Linked DNA regions of Mus musculus: regions 1 and 3 are each linked to region 2. A link is a contact called in public ChIA-PET data. All regions are on one chromosome and are shown on one strand. The core of a region is the stretch at or near the end of the contact, and the rest is flanking DNA. Distances in the headings are between cores, read along the strand shown. Region 1 overlaps Stard5 (StAR-related lipid transfer (START) domain containing 5). Region 2 overlaps Efl1 (elongation factor like GTPase 1). Region 3 overlaps Tmc3 (transmembrane channel-like gene family 3).

Region 1 (4,104 bases), core at 1,089-3,588, 870 kb before region 2:
AAGCTACTAGAGGGGAGCAGCTGGACTGTGAGGGTACTGTGTCTCTGAAGACAGTGTCAGTCAGCAGAGATCTTTCCTTTCTCCATCTGATGGAAAGCAAGGATCTAAATTTATTTGGAAAGCTAAAGAGAAACCCTTTGTCCCTAAAGGAATGGCAGACCTTGTGGTCAGTGTCAGATACAATAGGCGTGCATACTTGCACAGCATAGCAGACATTCTTCCCTCCTTCCTAATGGCAGCAAAGCCTGAGGGGCCAGGAGTCCCCAGCATTCTTGCCTCACCATGATGACTGAGGGCACAGTGAGGTACATGCCATGGGGCTCACCTCCCCAGAGTCTAGCATGCACACAGGAACTGCTGGCCCTGCCTAGAGTCACTCATAGGGGCCACAAGAATTCACACTCCTTCCCAAAGATACAAACTGGCCTGAGGCAGTTACAAGCCGGTTTCATGGGGATGTGAACCTTAACCCACAAAGGGAGAAACAGATAGAAAGAGATGATTCTGATGGAAGAGATCACAAACGGTAGATTGAAAGTATTTTTCCTTAAGGCTTATCCTGTGGTTTAAAACATCATTTTCCAAGTTGACACTTTTGTAAAGAGTGAAAGTCTTGTGCTAAAAATTTGTATACAAAAGCATATCCAGAAAGGGAACACAGGAGTCTGGGAACTCCAGATGCCAGAGGAAGCAGGACTTAGCGACCACAATGGATGATGATTCTTTAAGACCCACACAGGGACAAGGTGTCTTACAGCAACCAGCACACAGGGCTCTGGACCACAAGGAATCAAAGAGTACGTGAGCCATCTCTCAGGTGGCCATAGAGGGACTTGCCCTGGCCTGCCAGGCCTATGTGTGCACCACGGCAAGCTAGTGGTTAGCTCCTTCCACACCAAGCCCAAGAGGACGGAGGGTGGTGTGGGGGGATGGGCTGCTCCTCTGGAATGGAACCCTGAGATTTGCTGTTAACTATGGCATCTCAAAAGGCCTCAGCAGCTCTTCCGTGTCCTTTGAGGCTCAACAGCTGGAGTTCCTGAAGGACCATAGGCAATCCCTGCCAATAGGCGACTGTCAGTGATGGAACTTCCTCACTGCCTTCTGAAGGTTGGGGTAGAACTCAGCCATGCTTCGAGGGAAGAAGGAGTCCACCACACTCTGAGGGAGGTAGCCACTCAGGTCTGTCTGAAAGAATGTGACCAGGTTGGTTTTGTTGGGATCCCTGAAGAAATAGCAGATGCGGGTTAGATATGTACCATGGAAGCATCTAGCTCAGAGCCATGACCAGCAGAAGTGGTCCAGACATGGTGGTCACTTCTACTCCTGCTCTAGATTCAGTGCCCAGGACTCCTCTCAGCCTCCTTGTTGTGGATGATAGCATAGCCTCTAGGGGACACACGGCACAGTTGCTACAAACACATTGGGGAGCTGGTAGGACAGCTAGGTGCAGATTCTCCTTATGGCTACTGACAGCCCATCCCCCCAACCCCTCCTGGGCTTTGTGTATAAGGAGCTGTTTATCAGTTTACCCCTGTGCAGAGAAAGACAGCCAGAAGGAGGAGGGGAGGGGAGGGGGAGGGAGAGAGGGAAATACAGAGGGAGAGGGAACAAATCCTCCGTCAGATTCCATGTTCTCTCTCCCTCCCCACCTCCCACTGATTCTGGGGTACTTTCTCTGCCCATACGCCACCCCCACCCTCACCCCAAGCTCAAGCTATCCCTCATAGTCACTCAGCTGTGTTCTCTTTGGAAACTTGAACAGATAAGTAAGAAATCTGAGTTAGTGACTATGTTTCTCTCTGGGGAGCCCTGGGCTTGATGGGAGAACATCACAGAAGAGACAAACCACGTGGGGAAAGACACACAGAGTAAGTAAAAGTGGATAAAAGGGGCCTCAGAGGCACCACGGCTGTCTTTACAGGAAAGCCAGGAGTTTGCCTGACATACTCATCAGAATACATGCGGAACTTACATACATACAGTAGGCAGAACACAGAGAATGCTCCCTGCATACAGTAGGCACATCACAAATGCAGCTCTGGTGCTGCCTCCTCCACAGACTCTCCTGCCCTCTGAGATGCTTTTCCTCTGTCACAGATAGTCTGAGCCCAGACACCTCAGATCTGATCTGAACACAGTCTTGCTCCCCAGTGTGGCCTCTTGCCCTGACTCACAGCTCCTTCTACTCTGGGCACAAAGCAGTTTACACTGAAGTCATGGCATGGCTGCTCAGACCTCTCTAAAGCTCCCAAAATGTCTAGAGGGGCCTGGCCCTGCTTCCTCAATGATTTCTTCTAGCCTCTCTTCTGGCTCCACTGAGCCAACACAGTGGCTTCCTCCCATGCCAGTCCTCTTGTGGCCACACCCTCTCACCAAGAGGAACCTTGCACCTGCACAGGCCACTGTGCCAATCGAGGCTCCAACCAGGGGGATTTTGGTGATCTGTGCGGTGACTCACTCCGACCAGACCCCAGGTCCTTTCATCATCCTTTAGTTTTCTATACAGCACTTAGCTTGTAGTAAGCAATGTCTAGTGTATGTATAACATAATTTCTTTAATTTGTGCCTTGTTTATCTTCTCCCACCCCATCAGAATTAAGCACTCAGAGAACACATGTCTTTTATCTGTTTTTTAAAAAAGAGAAAAACAAAGATAGTCAACATAAAAACCACCTGGCCGGGTTTAAGTGTGGCTTTTTACTTGTTGGGTCTATTCATGGTCTTGGGGTAGCTACTTAACCTCTCTGGCCCACCCATCCCTCTTATAGAGCTTGTACCATCACCACTGTTACATAGCCTGAAGCTTGCAGACTGTGTGTTCCCCAAGCCAGCCCTAAGCCTCAGCTTCAAGGAGAAACGGCTCTTACTTGTCTAGACCCTCCTTGAAATATGCCCGGCAGCCTGGAAGGGCAAGGCAGGTCTCAGCATCTGACTGTTGGGAACATGGCAATGAAAAGTGGTCAAGGGTAGTTTTATAGGCCCACATCAGAGGGTCTGGTCTCCTCTGCACTGGGAATAAAGTTGTGTGTGCGCGCACGCGTCCATGCTTTACCACTGTCAAACTCAAAAAATTTGTGACATTTAAGAAAAGCCTTCCCAGAGCTGTTTGGAGAGCCAGATTAGCAGACATGGTGTTAGGTGGGGGTGCTCTGTCTGGGTTTTAGTAATCTAGGCACTGAGACCTGCCTCCTGGAACTGTGTGGGGAAGGCCACACCTTCCCCTCCGGCTATGTGCAGGGACCCATGAGCAGGTGCAATCTCTCTCACTGTTAACTTGGGTGCTGCTCATTATAAACCTGGGGCCTTAGGGTAACTCATTACCCAGAGAGCTCTCAGGAAAACCCTGGCCGTATCTGTGAGTGATTTAGGGCTCTTGGGCTTCTTTCCAGGGCCGATTCACAGCATGGTCTCAGAACTATCCTCCATGCCCTGAGATCTGCCGCCTTTCTTGTACAGGAAGGTGGTCGCTGCGTGAACATAGGGTGGGGAATTTGTTCTTGGAGCTACTTTAGTCTGGTGGATATCTTCAGAGAGTCCAGAAGACCTGGAGCTCAGGCAGTACACTGCGCTCCTGGACTTTGACTGTGGACGCATAACTTAACTGTCCTAACCCTCAGCTTGCTTATTTGCCTAATGGCACTGGGACATTTGCCTGACCTGTCCTGTGAGGCTGGGCACCTGGTGGTTGCACATGCCTTTAACCCCAGCACCTGTAGGCAGATCTCTGAGTTCAACAACAACAAAAGCTAAATCCAGGTAACACCTCCTTACCCCTCTGCCAGGTGCCACCAAGAGTGGCACATCATGTCATGCAAGCCTATGTGTGACAGTGCATTTTGTAACATTGATATTATTTTTGTAGATTACAGTTGAAGTGCCTGTTTTCTGAGTTCACAGTGGTGTTATGGTTGGGTCTAAGACAAAATTCTCCACCCACTTTCCTTACCCTGGCAGTGGTTCACAGAAGCACCCGCATGGATGGTTAAATCCTCTCACAAAACCGGGCTTTGGGGGACACAATGGATGTTCCACATGGGTAGCTGGAAGACAGACATGAAGTCAGTGGACTCACCTGCAGACAGCAGGGTCTCCACCGCCAGCACT
Region 2 (4,134 bases), core at 770-3,269:
AAAGCAGCTACAGAAAATACCAGGTGAGCTGATAAGGCTATCTTCTAATAACAGACAAGGGGCAGCAGTTTGTGGACTCCTAGTTAAAGACTACATTTCCCAGCTTCCTCAGGTTGGGGCGTTGTTAGATGTGGCCATATGATTGGTTCTGGATGATGGGATAAGGAGGAAAATCCAAACTGTATTCTAAGGGTTGGATTGGGACCGTTTCGGTAGCCCCAGCCCTTCTGCTGGGATGGAGCTGTGGTGGGTGACAGACCAATGGCTGTGACCATCAAGGAAAGACATGAATGAGCTGGGCTGTCACAGAGCCATGTGCAAACTCTGCACTGCCTTCTCAGACTGGAAGGAGAAATACCCTCTGCCTGAGTGGCCCACTGTATTTTGGGATGCCTCTGTTAGAGCAGTCTTATCCCTTTTCTCCATACCGTATTTACCAACCAGGAAATGAAGGACAACCTTTAGTGTGTGTGTGTGTGTGTGTGTACTGCATGCATATGAATGTGCGGGTGCATGGCCATGAATGTGTACATGGAAGCCAGAGGAAGCTGCCTGGTGTCTTCACTAGGCTGGCTGGTCAGTGAGCCACAAATTGCCTGTCTTATCCTCCCAGTGCCGGGACTGTAGACATCTGCAGCCATACTTGCTTTTTCACATGGGTGCTAGCGATCTGAACTCAAGTTCTCATGTTTGCAGAGCCATGTTTTCACCCCCTGAGCCTTCTTTCTAGACCCATTCATACAAATTTAAAGAGACTCAATAAAATAAGTTTCAAAGGAAGACTCAGTATATATTTTTTTTCTGGTCAGGCCTGGTGGTGTAAACATATAACCTTATTAGCTGAGGAGGGAAGGCGGAAGGGTCGGGGATCCAAAACCAGCTGTGGCTGCATAGCCAACCTGAGAAACTTATTCATACCTTGGTCCTTTCATGAGCTTTTAAAATGAAAATAAAATATATGATAGATTGCTCATCCAATGACAATGACAGTGTAACAGCTCTGAAGGCTTACTTAAGGCTCTGTTTATAGAAAGTCCCAGGCCTTATGTACCCAATACCCTCTGTTAGATCAGAGACACTATAACCCACTTTCCTGTGCCAGTGTTGACCAAGGCCAGCCTTGTGAGCTGGATGACTGTCATCTATGATGTCAGAAGGCTGAGTTCTGACAGCTGCGCTCAGCAAGGGCAGCACCACTGAGACCGGGGCAGCACCTCTCAAGGTCACTACCCAGAAGCAGAATCGTCTCACTCAGTCACAGACAGTGTCTAGGTGCACAGCCCAGTCACCACATACCGGCCACTAGGACCCCAGGACCCCAGCAGAGCTCCTGCCCTCCAGGCACTGCCACTTAAAATCTACTTCTTTCTTTTACTGCTTCGTGTTTGATGTAAGAAACCAAACCCAAGCTCAAAGGCTAGAATTTTGGATAAACAGGAAATGGTTAACTATAAGCTGAAGGTTAACAGTGCCCTAGATGTTTTCGACACAATGAGAAACAAAGATGAAGGCTACTTGGTAAAAAGGCAATGAAGGAACTCATCAGAACATCATTTAGCATTCAAAAGTGTAAAAGTCAAGAGAAATCTTGAGTGACTGTAAAACATGCTAACTAAAGAGATGCAGCTAAGTGTGAGCACTGTTTGGTTCTATCAAGCATCATGGACTGGACTTTCATGGGGAAAGCAGACACCCAGCGCTCTGGGCTGGAAACTGCATACACCTATCCAGGTGACAGGGACTACTGAATTAAAGCAGATGTGCCTGTTCAAAGTCTTACTTCTTACTTTGCTGATCACAGTTTAAAGAGAAAGGTCTGCCTCAATTATTTCCATTTTTCACTAATCGTGTAAATGTAAGCTCTGTGTTTAAAGAATTCTAGAGAAAGAACGCCATCAAGCTGCAGGAAGTGAGAGAAGTGCAGACATAGAAAGGAGCCCTGGCCAGCAGCAAAGCCTACAACACAGGGCTCGAGGTGGTGGCTCCACATAAATTATCCCAGAAGTGAAGTCTCTGCACTGTCCCAGTAAGCAGCAGAGACAGCACGTAACCACCAGCCCAGCAGACAGTAACACTCCCAGGCTACACTCTATCGCGGAAGGAGGGAGCTAGAATTACCGAGGTTTCCTACAAACAAGAAAGCACTGCTGTTTTGAGACAGCCTCTCTTGGGCTTTAGGCTTTTCCTTCCTCAGTTTTCCTGGCCGAGTGTTCTCGCTGCTAGTTAATGGCTAAGTCTCCTTTAAGGAAGGCCTACCCCATGCCTCCCACACACTCAGAACACGGTACTAACAACACCCTTCTCTTCCCTGCAGTGCACCTACTGAGTGTCCTTTTGTGACTGCACAAAAATTTGCTGTGTGCTTGACTCCATGCTGTGGTCAAGGAAAGGCTGTGGTGAGCAGGAGCTTATAAAGACAAACTGCAGATCTCCCTTCAAGAGTTCTCCCCTTGATGCTGGAAGAATCTCTCCCCATCCTCCTACCCCCAAGGGAAAAGCGTTCGAGTTTCACATTCAAAAGTGCTGTCATTTTTCTTTAACTTAACGTATGTCTGCAGCAAGAGAAGAATGGACTAAATGCCCTGTAACTCCGATTTACGTTATAGACAGAGTGCTCGTTGGGTTGGTGCTGTGAGCTGGCTTTCACAGGCCCCTTGCCTGGGCCCCATGCCAGTAACAGCCAGCTTCACGTAGCCTCTGCCTGGCTCTCGGGAAGGTGGGGCTGCATCTCACCTCCCAGTGGCTGAACACCAGCTGTGGGCTGGCCAGTCCGCTGGTCCTCTTCCTGATCTCATCCGCAAAGCCAAAGCTTTCCGCTACAGGCAGCACAGCCTTGATGATGAACATGTCCGTCCCTTCCTTCATCTCTTCCTGAAGCACTCGACCTTCTCGCTTTGACAGCACGGCATAGACTCGGCCTACAAAACCAAAACTCCTTAAGTTCACCCACCGATCACAACTTGACCCAAAGCCACAACAATTTGCATGCTTAGTAATGATACCATGAATATTTAACTGCTAATTAAAAGGACAAAATTAGAAAAAAATGCATATAAAAGATAACAAGAGTCCAAAATGTGCCCCCCAGTGACAACCCCCACCATGCAGTGTGAGAGGTATGGCCTCTGGAATTACAAGCAGAATTATCTCTGGGCATGAAATCCAATGAGAAAAGTGTGACTGGATTCCTATAACTATTTAAATGCTTCAGTCACTATTTTTAATACGATGACCAAAATGGTGTTAAGAGACCATTTGAGCTCAGAAACCAAGCAATTGACAATGAATGGCATTTTTTTTATTTTTTATTTTTTTTTTATTTGGGAGGTTGACAGACACAGACCCGGGGACAGCGAGACGCACGGAAGCCGGGATGGTGCGTCTCGGTCGGATGCAGACTCGGGCTTGGTCCCCGGGGAGAAGAAGGAAGCAGGAAGCAGGGAGCAGGGAGAACCGGGACAGGGGGACAGGGGGACAGGGGGACAGAGAGACCCGAGCTGCGCAGGCCACGGCAGAGGCCAGGCAGGCCGGGATGGAAGAAGGAGGCAGGAGCAGGGAGAACCAGGACAGGGGGACAGACAGACGCAGAGACCCGAGCTGCGCGGGCCACGGCAGAGGCCAGGCAGGCCGGGATGGAAGAAGGGAGAACCGGGACAGGGGGACAGTGGGACAGAGAGACCCAGACTGCGCGGGACACGGACTCGGGCTTGGTCCCCGGGTGGGAGAAAGTGGAAGAAGGCAGGAGAAGGGAGAACCGGGACAGGGGGACAGACAGACACAGAGACCCGAGCTGCACAGGCCACGGCAGAGACCAGGCAGGCCGGGATGGAAGAAGAAGGGAGAACCGGGACAGGGGGACAGTGGGACAGAGAGACCCAGACTGCGCGGGACTTGGACTCGGGCTTGGTCCCTGGGTGGAAGAAAGTGGAAGAAGGAAGGAGAAGGGAGGGAGGCAGGGGGGGACAGACAGACACAGAGACCCGAGCTGCACGGGCCACGGCAGAGGCCAGGCAGGCCGGGATGGAAGAAGGAAGAGGGAAGAAGGGAGAACCGGGACAGGGGGACAGACAGACACAGAGACCCGAGCTGCGCGGGCCACGGCAGAGGCCAGGCAGGCCGGGATGGAAGAAGGAA
Region 3 (4,003 bases), core at 146-2,645, 840 kb before region 2:
TTCCAGGGATCTAGCACATATTAAATAAATAGTACATATGGTTACAACAATTTGATTTATACAACTGGGTTCCCTATGCAGTCTGTGACAGATGTCGGAAGTTGTTTTTCTGAATGTACAGAATACCCAAGCTTCTTCATTTTCTTTGTCTAACATTATTTGGACCTACGGCGCCATTTGTGGTCCCATAGGTAAAGTGGGAGGTCCCCACCCACTACTGAGAAAAGAATGGCAAGATGACCTCTGCCAATGCCCTGGTGTCCATAGGAACAGGATCTGCTTGGCTGGAGGTGTCCCAGTCAAAAGGTCTTGCCAGGATCCTGGTCACCCTTCAGGATGTGCGAGCTATTCAGAAGAATAGGCCTCCATCTGAGGCTAGTGTCTACATGAAAGGAATAATGGGAAATGCCCAAGAACGGTCTGTCTCTAAGTGCTCCAATGTAACCACAGAGGTCCTGACACCTTGGCAAGAAGCAGTCTTCTGCTTGCTTACCTCCTTCCCAGATGAAGGATTCTACTACTTCCTATGCAGGTGCTTTAGGGGCTATGACCAAAAGTGGTTTAAAAAGGAGCCACTCCCTCTGTCATTCTTTTCTGTAAAATCCTCAGGAAGTCACTACTAAAATCACCTCACTCAAGAATTTGTCACCCTATTGGGGTTAGGGTTAGGGTTAGGGTTAGGGTTAGGGTTAGGGCTGGCATTGTGTATAGGTCCCTCTGGGCCCACTGAAACCTTAGCTCAGATGACATTAGAAAAGCTGAGATGCAGCATTGTCCTTACCAAATCATGCCTTGATTGTAGACAAGGTGCAGCACATTCTCGGCAATCTTGAATTCTCCATATTCAGGCTGTTAGAGACAAGCATTTGCATTAAGAAAGAAGTCATAAAGTCCTTTGTGCACAGTAGTGCACGATGGCCATTTGTACCAACTTCTTCGCTCTTATAGATACTCAGAGATCACTGTCTAGCTGGCTCTCAGCAAATGGTGTAATAAAAGCCTGGGGCAGGAGCTCAGTGGAGCATGGCCTCTCCTCTTTCCTCGTGAATCCCCTTTGTGGTATCTCTGCCTCACTCCCTGGACCATGCTCTTATGTAGCTATTTTCTTAGACTGAAGCATTCCCTTCTGAAAGGAGGGTCAGGAGAATTAGGAAAGTCAAGACTTAAGGCTCAGGAAATGTCCAAGGCTCAGAAGGGCCTGCCCTAGGCTATGCAAGCAGTTCCCAAGGAAAGGAAAGATTCTTTAGTGGAGCTGCCTACAAGTTGCGCAGCAAGCTTTGCTCACATCACCCATGCTGGCATTGGCATTTTAGTGAAGTAGCTGTCTGAGTCACCCATGTGTCTGTAAGTAACCCTTCACCCATGCTTTTGTAAGTAACTCCAAGACTCTTGTAGGTTCACTAAGCTAGACTTGAATAGAACCACTTCCTGGGTCTGTTTCCCTCTATTTGAGATGAACAAAAGTAGACTCCCCAGAAAAAGCTGTATGACGCATGCCCACCTGATTCACAGACAAGCCAACAGGAAGAGATGGGTTTACTTCTAGAACCTTCCGCAAGTGAAATACTGGGGGAAGGATTTTACTTACAAACTTGCTTTCAAGGTCCCAACACCAATAGTCACTTAGGTAGCGAACAAAAAGTCCTCGGAAGAAGTCTATGAGGAGGATGCTGGCCACAGTGAAGAGCATGTCGATGACAGACAGCTTCAGCATCTCCTGCAACACATTGGGTCCTGCTGCCACCATGTCCTGACCCCCCACAATCCTCCCTCCTATCATCTCCACAGTTCTCTTCCTGGTTTTCCCTGTCTCTGTCCCTTCCATGGAGCCAGAGCCAGGAGCCCTCTTATGTTTCCCCTTCATATCTCTATAGAGCACAGAGGCAGAGGGAGGGGTTTCTATATATCATGGGTGTTTGGGTTTGGGATTCAAGATCCAAGGCAAAGACACTACTACGTAAATCTTAGGAAGACCCTAAGGTCTGAGGCTCTGAAACACAAGCTCTTAACCAGATGTGCCTATGAGGTTGATGATGACCTTTGACAAGGGCCTTGCTTAGTCACTGCTCGACAGTAACTTTGCTCTGATCACTAGGATTAATTTTGAATCCTGGAGCACAGAATATTAAAACCTCACTGGATTCCATATTCTTCTTCTATGAAAAAGGGACAGTGATGCCCAAGAGTGTTCCCAGGGTGAAGTGTTTGGGACTTCTCAAAGGGCAGAGGAAAACACCTGGCCGACATATGTCTCCCAGCACTGGCCTTGTGGGCCCTGCATGTAGGGCACTGTCTTGTTGGCCTTTGTATGTGGCGTGATAGAAGTCAGAAAGCTTGTCTCTTCTACGACCCATGTGCTAGTGTTTCTCCTGAGCTCCGCTCCTGATCCAGGTGTGGGCCACTGCCCTTCTTCAGGCACTGTCCTGGTGGCAGAGAAGGTGGGAGCATCTGCCCAGTGGCTTGTTATGTTTTTAGTAGCAGCTTCCTGTTGAGAGGGGAAGAGAAGGAAGGAAGAAGGCAGGCAGGGAGGGAGGGAGGGAGGGAGAGAGGGAGGGAGGGAGGGAGGGAGGTAGGTAATTTATGTTTTTAAGAATCCAGCTTGGACAAATGAAGGAGCTGCCACATTTGCTTTGGAGGGATCATTCTCTCTCCCCAGGTGACCATACTTCTCTCTCTTTCCCTCTCTACCCTGTCTCTTTCTCCATCCCCAGTCACAATTTTTCCCCACTCTTTGTTCCTCTCTTCTCTCCTTCCTTTCCCCTTACCATTTGACTAGAGGTGACCACACTTACAAGACACCAGCTAAAACATACCCATGCTCACTGTCACTTAATGAGTATCAGAAATGGTTCTATGGTTCTAGGTAACTTCTTTTCAACCTCAAGGCAGAGGGAGGGGTTCCTATCACATCACGGGTGTTTGGACAGTATCTGCTCATTTGAGTTTAAGTCATGTTCAGAAGGAGATTGGGCTTCAGAAGGTGGTAGACTAATGCTCCAGACAGACTGCAGTTAATTTGCAGGTCAGGGCCAAGGTCTATGGGATTTCCAAGCCTGGCTCTCTATGACCTCTTTGGCATATATATAAATACCCTTTTATTTATTTATGGTATTCTTTAAGTAAACTACCCCCGGGACGTGCCTCCTCATGCCTTCCATCCCCTCCCACTCATGGTGTCCTCAGAGGGTGAGCAGGCTGAAATGAATATTAAAACTGCTCTGGGAGTGTGGGGCTGGGACTGGAGCACACTTGGAACCTATGGTCAGCTCATCTTTCTGTGCTCATTTGAGTTGCAGTCTTCCTTGATAGAGGAATGAAAACAAGGTAGCATGGCCCAGAGAGATGTGGTGGCAACAGCCCAGGCTCTCATAACAGCACTGTTGGGGCTTAAATTTCTCTCCACACCCTAAAAGGACCATGGTGGTAAGGAATGGAACATATGAGACACAAATATAAGCACTAGAGGGCAAAGATGATGAAGACACTGGCATAGGGGCACTTTGTGGGGAACAACTACAAGAGACTGTCCAGTCTGGACAGTGATGGGTCAGGAGCTGTGCAATCTAGGCCTTGATGTTGGGTGACTATCCAGTCTAGGCAGTGATAGCAGGTGACTGTCCAAGTTGGAGAGTAGTGGGAGGTTGACTATCCAGTCTGAACAGTGATGGCAGGTACTATACAGTCTAGGCAGCTATGACAGGTACCATTCAGTAGCGATGGCAAATGTTGGTCCCATCGGGATGCTCACCTCAATGTTCATGCTGTTCACTTTGTCCAGAAGAGCAATGATCAAGCTGTAGAGATTTCCTAAATACAGTACCAGGACCCTGAAAACCACAAGCTGTCTTGAGAAACAAGAACACCATACATAGGACCAGCAGTCTAGAGCTACCAGGGAGTTCAAAGTCACCATGGACATGCTAATAAAACAGTGGGCACTGCATGGGGCTTTCTTTGTGCTGTCATTGAAAAGCCACAGGCTATAGGGCAGGTGAGATGGCTA

Evidence for each region. ChIA-PET counts read pairs in DNA pulled down with a chosen protein or histone mark.
Region 1: an RNA polymerase II ChIA-PET map of memory CD8 T cells shows a contact between it and region 2, with 78 read pairs. The contact joins two enhancer-like sites. A contact is called at or near these places in 6 of 39 promoter capture datasets (the HPC-7 cell line, cranial neural crest, hippocampal neurons and 2 more), 13 of 115 datasets of contacts at active chromatin or transcription factors (T-cell acute lymphoblastic leukemia, acute myeloid leukemia, bone marrow-derived macrophages and 8 more) and 1 of 9 other capture datasets (liver).
Region 3: an RNA polymerase II ChIA-PET map of memory CD8 T cells shows a contact between it and region 2, with 6 read pairs. The contact joins two enhancer-like sites. A contact is called at or near these places in 2 of 115 datasets of contacts at active chromatin or transcription factors (embryonic stem cells and memory CD8 T cells).

What each region holds. Positions count from the first base shown.
Region 1 is chr7:83,637,540-83,641,643 of GRCm38.p6, reverse strand. It overlaps Stard5 (StAR-related lipid transfer (START) domain containing 5), which reads right to left. Exons shown (of 6, transcript NM_023377.4): 5 at 3,947-4,040; 6 at 1-1,222. The coding sequence ends at 1,075. Among named protein-coding and RNA genes, the nearest start is that of Stard5, 7.6 kb to the right of the region's middle. Within about 2 kb of position 2,338, at least 46 of the 459 cell types and tissues checked have an H3K27ac peak or open chromatin away from gene starts, as enhancers often do. A contact at or near this core is called in memory CD8 T cells, where this site is marked.
Region 2 is chr7:82,771,241-82,775,374 of GRCm38.p6, reverse strand. Efl1 (elongation factor like GTPase 1) reads right to left here. Exons shown (of 20, transcript NM_175317.3): 19 at 2,734-2,918. Among named protein-coding and RNA genes, the nearest start is that of 4933406J10Rik, 18 kb to the right of the region's middle. Within about 2 kb of position 2,019, at least 46 of the 459 cell types and tissues checked have an H3K27ac peak or open chromatin away from gene starts, as enhancers often do. A contact at or near this core is called in memory CD8 T cells, where this site is marked.
Region 3 is chr7:83,607,558-83,611,560 of GRCm38.p6, reverse strand. Tmc3 (transmembrane channel-like gene family 3) reads right to left here. Exons shown (of 23, transcript NM_177695.4): 12 at 3,749-3,827; 13 at 2,237-2,485; 14 at 1,589-1,717; 15 at 782-849. All of the region lies in intron 2 of Gm16638 (predicted gene, 16638), which reads left to right. Among named protein-coding and RNA genes, the nearest start is that of Gm16638, 22 kb to the left of the region's middle. Within about 2 kb of position 1,395, at least 21 of the 459 cell types and tissues checked have an H3K27ac peak or open chromatin away from gene starts, as enhancers often do. A contact at or near this core is called in memory CD8 T cells, where this site is marked.